Linked DNA regions of Mus musculus: regions 2 and 3 are each linked to region 1. Evidence: chromatin contacts called from public Hi-C and promoter capture Hi-C data. All regions are on one chromosome and are shown on one strand. The core of a region is the stretch at or near the end of the contact, and the rest is flanking DNA. Distances in the headings are between cores, read along the strand shown.

Region 1 (2,743 bases), core at 113-2,612:
ACCTCCTCTCCTTTAACAGCTTAATTCTGACAAGCTTTTTGAAAACGGCTTCTGGAGGAGGGTGGGTGCTCGCCCAGTCCAGAGAGCTCATGGGCTGGTTAGGCTCCAGAACGACAAACCTGATACCATCCCAACCCTGTTCTGCCCTGTTTGCTTCAGTGCATGACCCTTACGGGTCGGCACCAGGGGCTTCCTCAACCAGCTCAATGCCCTGTCAGGATACGAGCGTCTGGGAAGCTTACCCCTTCTCCTTTAATGCGAAGAGTTCTGTGGTGTGATGAGCAGATGACGGGGTCATTTGTTGGTCCCTGAGGTCTGGTCCATACCCAGTAGTTTGGTCTTGTGTTCTTACATGGGTCTTATCACCCTTTGATCGTAGTCTGTGCTCAGGGTAATCCTTGGGAGGGGCTGTGGCCCGCTGTATACCCTTGGTGGATCTTGTACCCAATACACGGCTGCCACCCCGGCTGGGAGCCCGAGGATGGGAGGCGGCAGCGGCACCAGAAGTGGCTGCCTTAGATGTCAGAGTGGGGGTTCTGTCTCTTTGTCCAGCATTGGACACGCCTTTCCTCACACGTACAGCCTTCTCCAGAGCCTGGGTCAAAAGTTCCAGCTCCTCGAGATCTTGAGAACTCGGTGCACATGCTATGAACGTCAAGAACCATGCAAGAATTCCTCCTCACTGTCCCAGGATGGATTCCCCCATGACAGCAAGCCAGAGAAAGGCCAGGGACAGCACCCATAAAAAGCAGCTAACGTTTACCTGGACTTGGGTCCTCTTCTTTGGTTTCTGGAACTGGAGATGGGGTCCTGGCTGGTTCCCTGCAAAGACAGGGCAGCCATGGTATGGTCCAAACATTCTATCCCTAAGCAGATTCCCAGCCTCAGACCCTGGATAAGGGGTAAGGATAGCAATGGCAACCGGAGTCTAAAAGCATGCATTTGTATTTGGCCTTCTAGGCCCTGGGACTCTGCATAATCCTGATGGTCCGAGGAGGGACTGGCCAGGAGGTCCTGGGTCCGCGTACCAGACCTGCAGCAGCCTCCTGGAAACGCGCAGGCTCCGCTCCAACTGCCGCTGCCGATCGGCGCAGGAGTCCAAGGCGCCCTGCAGCTCCGCTACCAGCCTGAGGACAGGTACTATGTGAGCCTCCGAACCTCGCTCCCGTCCGCCCAATTCCCTTCCGTTGCACGAGACCCACCGGTGAGCGCAGTCTGCGGGTAGTAGGTAGTTTCCTTTAACACCAAGCATTTTTGCCGCCGCCAAGGAGTCCCGCGCCTTCCGGGCAGAAGGCCGCCCACTTCCGGGTAGGCTACCCAATCTTGAGCACAGCTTGCAAGTCCAGCTCCAAAACGCGAATCCATCTCAAGCTCCACCCATCATCCCAGACTCCGCCCTAACCCCTCCCACGGGAGGACGCAAAGGCTCTGTTGGAACCTGGACAGTGCCACTGTAGATAAGATAGCTTCTGATTTGGCTAATCAGATAATGCTCTTCTGACAGGGCATCCGTGACCCTCTAAAGTTTGGTTTTTTGTCTTAACCAGGTTTTGCCGAACCTACTTTGAAAGCAGAGATAAGCGGTCTTGCTGACTCCAGGATGACTTAGCAATCAAGCATATGGCCAGAAGACAATGCTAGAACTGGGTCAAGGAACATCTTAGGAATGTCAGGCGCCAGACGTGAACAATGAAGCCCAGGGAATCTGGAGCATGTGGCACTTAGAATAGGTCTGCTAAGCTGCTCTACGTCATGGAAGGTTGTGCAAGAGACAGAGGAGTGTCAGATAGTAGATAGATAGGCGGAGGGGAGGCTGAAGCCCAGAGAATGGCCAGGAGGCCGTAGATAGGACACATGCAAACACAGCAGCTAAGGGTCAGAGCAATGGTCTTTGCCCTCAAAGATCTACCAAGCTAGGCCAGCTTGTCAATACATGGTTAATATTGACTTGTTTGGCATAGATTATCAGTACATTATGTTCTCCATCAAGTCAGTTTGTGCAATCTCATGTAGTCTCAGCTGGCCTTCAATTCACTATGTATCTGATGACCTTGAACTCATGACCTTCCTGTCTCCATTTCAATTATTTTTTACTTTTATCTTTTTTGGTTTTTCGAGACAGGGTTTCTCTGTGTAGCCCTGGATGTCCTGGAACTCACTTTGTAGACCAGGTTAGCCTCCAACTCTGAGATCCACCTGCCTCTGCCTCCCAAGTGCTGGGATTAAAGGTGTGTGCCACCACTGCCCGGCCCAATTATTTCCTAATTAAAAAACTTGTATGTCAACGTACAACTTGCATGCCTAGTGCCCAAGGAGGCCTGAAGAGGGAACTGGATCTTCTGAAATTGGAGTTATAGATGGTTGAGTGGGTTTGTGGATCTGAATTCAGGTCCTCTGGTCAAGCAGCAAATGCTACAAACCAATGAGCTGCCTCTGCAGCCTCCTTCTCCCACCTCTTAGAAGCCTGCCACTAGACACAGCTTTTCCATTTGTTTCTACGGTGAAAAATGTGCTTGGCTGCTGAAAGAAATGAGGACAGGGAACAGTGCTCAGCAGTACTGGTGATATAAATTATTAGTTCTAGAGCCCAAGAAGTAAGGTAACCCTGGTTGTTTCTGTACAAAAAGAGCAAGAAAGTTAGCCCAGTGTCAAGTGGGAAAGGGGCTGAGATCTAGGCAGTTCCACTGTCATATTTGGGATAGAAGATGGGCACCCCTACTTACACTGGGCCTCCAGTAGCCCA
Region 2 (2,743 bases), core at 130-2,629, 110 kb after region 1:
GGAGATCCTTGAACATGTTAAGTGCTGCTTTGGGGGCATGGTGCCGCATAATCGCTTTGTCTACGGCATGCTGTATGGCCAGGAAGCCTTCTTTGTTGTAGCCTACAAGAAAACAGAGTGTCAGGTGTAAGAAAGTAAAGATTGAAGACTGAAAAGACTGAAAATTCAGGTGGCTCCTGGCTAGTCGTTAAGACAGAAGCCAGAAGATGTCCCCAGAGACCTCATCAAACAGCATGGAGGACAGAGAGGGGCCACTCTGGAGGGCTGGGGAATGAAGCAATGATCAGAAAACAAATTCTGGCAGAAAAGACAAGGCATGTTCTATACAAGGATCTTCCAAGGTAGAGAACACCTTGTCCCTTCGCACTCTGGCTCTGTGGACAGAGCATCCACTCTACAGTATTTATTATCCAGTACATACAGGATGGTTAAACTCAATGCATTTGAAAGACACAGACTTCCTGATTGTGCTGACTGCTGCATAAAGAAAGGATTACATTCTTGTATTTTGCTGGCAAGCTACAAGCACTGTCCTTATCATAAGCAGCCCTCTTTTCAACAGTGTAGTGGTGTTCCAGCTTTCGATAAAAAAGATTGCACAGCAAGGATCCCTGGAATGATATCTGCTCTAGTTCCAAGCAAGGGCAAGCAGCCTTCAGGTAGGGGGATGTTATCCCTGTAGTAGAGATGACCACTATGTCCCATTGTCTAGATATGGGCAAACCTCCAGATCTGTCAAACTGAGAAAGGGAAGGACAAACTGATGGTTATTAATAACTTGGACAGCATCTTGGCTAATGCTACATACTCTTGTTTGTTTTGCAGGAGTGTTTCAGTAAACAATTACAGGATATTTTGTGGAATCAGGGTAGGAACTTGAGTACCGAGACTTGGGTTCCAGTTTGGCCTGCAGGCCAAAGGCTTCAAGACAATTGTGCAGTCATCCTATAGGGAGGTGTTGACAATACCTCAATTTTGGAAGAATAGTTAGTTGTTTAACTGGTGTCCATGTTTAACCTCTCACAAATAGGGCATCCAAGAAACCTAAAATGAACTGGAGAGCTTGCATCCTTCCTGTGAGAATTGGCTCCTGGGCCCTCACTCAGGAATCGTTTGCTCTGTGTGAAGGAAAGAGCCTTTCAGTGGTGTGCTGTGACTTCTCCACAAGTCTAGAGGTGTCAGAGAGGGAGCTGGGGGCTGTCATGGAGTGGCCAGGTCCAGGAAACTGGGAGCCAGGTGGGGACATCTACACTGTTAAATACAGTTATGTTCCTTTCCACAGCAGACAAGATGGCAGAAAGCAGTCACTAAGGAAGACTCCTTTACTCACGCTGGAAAGTTTCAGAAAGCCAGCAGAGCTTCCTGCAGAGAATGCTGAGTCACAAGCCAGCTTCAGAGTCCTGTAGGACATAGGAGCTTCTAGGAATGCCTTACCTCCTGAGTTTAAGGCTACCTGCTTATCCTTAGCAAAATAGGGAGGGGACGTGCCCTTTCTCAGGAAATGAGAAAGATGTTCCCAGAGACCTCATCAAACACCATAGAGGATAGAGAGGGGCCTCTGGAGGGCCGGGGAATGGAGCAATGATCAGAAAACAAATTCTGTTGGGGGATTTTGGGGTGTTTGTTTGTTTGTTTGTTTGTTTTCATTTTTCTAGGCAGGGTTTCTCTGGGTAGCCCTGACTGTCCTGGAACTTACTTTGTAGACCAGGCTGGCCTTGAACTCAGAAATCTGCCTGCCTCTGCCTCCCAAGTGCTGGGATTAAAGGCATGCGCCACCACTACCCAGCAGAAAACAAATTTTGGCAGAAAACAAATTTTGGCAGAAAACAAATTTTGGCAGAAAAGACAAGGCATGTTCTATACAAGGATCTTCCAAGGTAGAGAGCACCTTGTCCCTTCACACTCTGGCTCTGTGGTATTTATTATCGAGTACATACAGGATGTTTCCTGAGAAAGGGCACTTCCCCTCCGTATTTGGCTAAGGATAAGCAGGTAGCCTTAAACTCAGGTGAGGCATCTCTAGAAGTCCTATGTGTATTCCCTCCTCCAGAAAGGGAAACGAAGGAGTGGGGATTGGCACAGCCAGCTAGGACCATGAGATCTCAAGGAAGAAGCTGCCGCTATTCCCTCCACCCACCCACCCCAGTTGCGGGTGGGCAAGGTGGATGGAATTAGAACTTAAGAGAGACCTAAAGATTCAGAAAGAGCAAGTAAGATCAAATGAAGCCTTAACTAACACAGGGGTCAAGCAGGGTCATGCAGGGGCCATGTGTTCAGAACTCCCATTCCCCACTGCTGCCACTGTCCCCATGTGTGTGGAAGATAGAGGCCAACTTTTAGTGTTGTCCCTGAAGAGCACTAAACCTTGTTTTTGAGACAGGGTCTCTTGCTGGGACTGGGGGTAGATGATTAGGCTAGGCTGACCAGGGAGCCCCAGGAATCAGCTGGCCTCTGCCTCCCATTGCTGAGATTATAAACGTGGCATCACACCCAGCTTTTCACAGGAGCCCTGGGGACTCAGCTCAGGTTTTCAGCTTGTGGAGCGGCACTACACCAGCTGGACCATCTCCCTAGCCCCAGGTTCAGGAATTCTGGAGGCAGAGCCTGGAGATATCCCCCAAAGCAGGAGTGGAATATTTAAAGTGACTCAGGCAGGCAGAGAGGGAGGTCTGCAGCAGTGCGTATAGCCGATGTTCCTCCATCATCAAATTTAAGGGAAAGTAGAAATTACAAGAAGTAATTT
Region 3 (2,743 bases), core at 65-2,564, 87 kb after region 1:
CTCAGCACACTGTTGGGTAGCTTTAGGAGTTGGGACTGGTCATCGGAAAGACTAAGCTACGATCGGAACCTCTACTCCCCTCCTCCAGGAAAACTTGATAACTAATCCATCATGCTTACATAATAAAACTTGTGCAAACATTTCTAAGCTTCTCCATATGGGGTTCCTGGGTTGATAAATGCTTCGAAGAGCTGGGAGGGTTTGCCTCCTAAGGAGTGTGGACAACTTACCCCTTCCCAAGGCCTTGCTATATCTGCTTCATCTGAGTGTTACTGTAGTCATCCTATCTATCTATCTATCTATCTATCTATCTATCTATCTATCTATCTATCTATCTATCTATCTATTTATCTATCTTTTATTTCTGCAATGAACTAGTCACTATTAGTTCATGTTCCCCAGTTTTGTGAGCAGTCACAGAAAATACTGAACCTGGGGCGTGAGCTATGGAAGTGACTTGAGTTTGCAAGTGGCATCTGAAGTGGAAGACGGTCCTGTGGGACTGGATGCTTGGGTTGATGGGGAGAGTTAGCCAGCTACAGGTTGCATCAGGTCTAAGTTACAGGATACCCAGTCAGTGTATACAGAACTGGATCAGACAGGAAACTGCCTTCCCACATCTAGTGTCAGCATGTGGAGAAACTTATATATATGGTCCCTTAAAAAGACCCCACCCACCGGGCGTGGTGGCACACGCCTTTAATCCCAGCACTCGGGAGGCAGATTTCTGAGTTCGAGGGCAGCCTGCTCTACAAAGTGAGTTCCAGGACAGCCAGGGCTACACAGAGAAACCCTGTCTCAAAAAACAAACAAATGAACAAACAAACAAACAAGACCCCACCCAACCCCAGACTAAAGCAGATGAAACAGAGCGCCTCTCTTACCATTCTTAAGGATGGATCCAGACCCACTTCCTCTCTCTTACCATTCCTAAGGATGGATGCAGACCCACTGCATCTCTTACCATTCCTAAGGATGGACACAGACCCACTGTCTCCCTTACCGTTCCTCAGAGTGGACACATTCCCACTGTCTCTCTTACCATTCCCAAGAGTGGACGCAGACCCACTGTTCACCAACTCACCTGACCGTAGAAATAAAGGTGGTCAGTTACTGTAAAGTTATCAAATAAAATGTCATGCTGTGGGCACCAGCCCAGGCTCTTCCTAATTTGAACCATGTCTTTTGAAATTTCACATCCATGGATATATGCATGTCCTTTTGATGGAGTAATGAGACCTAGAACCAAGCAGAGAAGACATCCTAATGTCATTTTCAGTCAGAGGCTGTAAGAGCAGGAATGCCTAACCATCACCCTGGCTCAGGGGATCTAGCACCCTCTTCTGGCGTCCTTGGGCATCAGGCACATACATGCATGCAGGCAAAACATTTATATGCATCGACTAAAACAATAAATCTTAAAGTAGGTGGTAATGACGAATGCCTCTAATACCAGCACTCAGGAGGCAGAGGCAGGAGGATCTTTGTGAGTCGAGGCCAGTCTGGTCTACAGAGGGAGTTCTAGGACAGCCAGGGCTACACAGAGAGAACCTATCTCAAAACAAAAGAAGACAATGCCACCACCACCACCACCACCACTACCACCACCACCACCAAAACCCACTTAAAAAAAAAAAACAACAAATGATGTTTAATAAGTTCCACCATGGAAAGATAACTACTGTTAAATTTTAGATATATAGCTTTACCTAGTTTTGTTTGGTTGTTTTTTGGTTTTTTGAGACAGGGTTTCTCTGTGTAGCCCTGGCTGTCCTGGAACTCACTCTGTAGACCAGGCTGGCCTCGAATTCAGAAATCTACCTGCCTCTGCCTCCCAAGTGCTGGGATTAAAGGCATGTGCCACCACACCAGGCACCTTACCTAGTTTTATACACATTTTATTTGTTATTTATGTTTGTTGTGGTAGAGATAGATTGAACCTAGGGTTTTACATAGGCCAGGTAAGAGCTTTACCAATGAGCTAGACTCTTAAACCCCATATATTGTGTTTATACTAAAATAAAAAATATATCTTGTTCTTTTAGAATAACATTTTCTTTTCTGTTTTGTGGGTTTCTAGTTGTTTGTTTGAGACAAAGTTTCTATGAATGCTGAGCTGCCCCTTGCTTTGCCATATAACTCGGACTGGCCTAAACATTCTGACACAGACCAGGCTAGCCCTTCTCGGCATGCACTAAGATGCTTAATTTCACTGCTTGCTGTTGGCCGTCGCGTGCTTGTTTTTAGTATAATGGTGTATTCAGGCTATTTGTCTACAGGAAAACTGTATCTTTTTTATTTTTCTTTCTCTCTTTTTTTTTGAGATGAAGTTTGATTGCATAGGCTAAACTTTTGACAGACTTTATAGCCATGTACTTATTAAACATCATTTGTTGTTTTTTTTTTTTTAAGTGGGTTTTGTTGGTGGTGGTGGTAGTGGTGGTGGTGGCGGCATTGTTTTCTTTTGTTTGTTTTCATGCATGGCTAGAAACACATCATTAAAACACACATTTCTTTACACGCCTCAGTTGTGTGCGTGGCAGGGGGCATAAGACCCGAGGTGGCAGAGAAAAGCTCAAGGGAGCCAGCTCTCTCCCTCCACCATAGAGGTTCTGGGGTTTGAATTTAAGCCTTCAGCCTTGGTGGCACGTGCCTTTACACGTGGCGCCACCTCACCAGCTCAGATGTGTAGAACTCTTCAGAGCTAAAACAGACCTCATGGTCACAGAGCATGGCCTGTGCC

Evidence for each region. Promoter capture Hi-C pulls out the DNA fragments that hold promoters and counts their contacts. Hi-C and Micro-C count contacts between places; a contact is called where the count stands out from the background.
Region 2: a promoter capture Hi-C map of the HPC-7 cell line shows a contact between it and region 1. The contact joins the enhancer-like site here to the promoter of Tedc2 in region 1. A contact is called at or near these places in 8 of 39 promoter capture datasets (the HPC-7 cell line, the SN4741 cell line, cranial neural crest and 5 more), 1 of 484 Hi-C or Micro-C datasets (bone marrow-derived macrophages), 4 of 115 datasets of contacts at active chromatin or transcription factors (bone marrow-derived macrophages, forebrain, memory CD8 T cells and 1 more) and 4 of 9 other capture datasets (adipose tissue, liver, macrophages and 1 more).
Region 3: a contact with region 1 is called in a Hi-C map of bone marrow-derived macrophages, with 41 read pairs. The contact joins the enhancer-like site here to the promoter of Tedc2 in region 1. A contact is called at or near these places in 6 of 39 promoter capture datasets (the C10 cell line, cranial neural crest, hippocampal neurons and 3 more), 4 of 484 Hi-C or Micro-C datasets (bone marrow-derived dendritic cells, bone marrow-derived macrophages, cerebellar granule neurons and 1 more), 2 of 115 datasets of contacts at active chromatin or transcription factors (bone marrow-derived macrophages and fetal liver) and 3 of 9 other capture datasets (adipose tissue, liver and pancreatic islet).

Annotation. Positions count from the first base shown.
Region 1 is chr17:24,219,489-24,222,231 of GRCm38.p6, forward strand. It overlaps Tedc2 (tubulin epsilon and delta complex 2), which reads right to left and starts at 1,363. Exons shown (of 10, transcript NM_028056.2): 1 at 1,203-1,363; 2 at 1,029-1,127; 3 at 764-822; 4 at 243-645. The coding sequence starts at 1,252.
Region 2 is chr17:24,328,687-24,331,429 of GRCm38.p6, forward strand. Abca17 (ATP-binding cassette, sub-family A (ABC1), member 17) reads right to left here. Exons shown (of 31, transcript NM_001031621.3): 6 at 1-102. Among named protein-coding and RNA genes, the nearest start is that of Abca17, 21 kb to the right of the region's middle. Within about 2 kb of position 1,380, at least 2 of the 459 cell types and tissues checked have an H3K27ac peak or open chromatin away from gene starts, as enhancers often do. A contact at or near this core is called in the HPC-7 cell line, where this site is marked.
Region 3 is chr17:24,306,362-24,309,104 of GRCm38.p6, forward strand. Abca17 (ATP-binding cassette, sub-family A (ABC1), member 17) reads right to left here. Exons shown (of 31, transcript NM_001031621.3): 13 at 1,085-1,239. Among named protein-coding and RNA genes, the nearest start is that of Abca17, 43 kb to the right of the region's middle. Within about 2 kb of position 1,315, at least 2 of the 459 cell types and tissues checked have an H3K27ac peak or open chromatin away from gene starts, as enhancers often do. A contact at or near this core is called in bone marrow-derived macrophages, where this site is marked.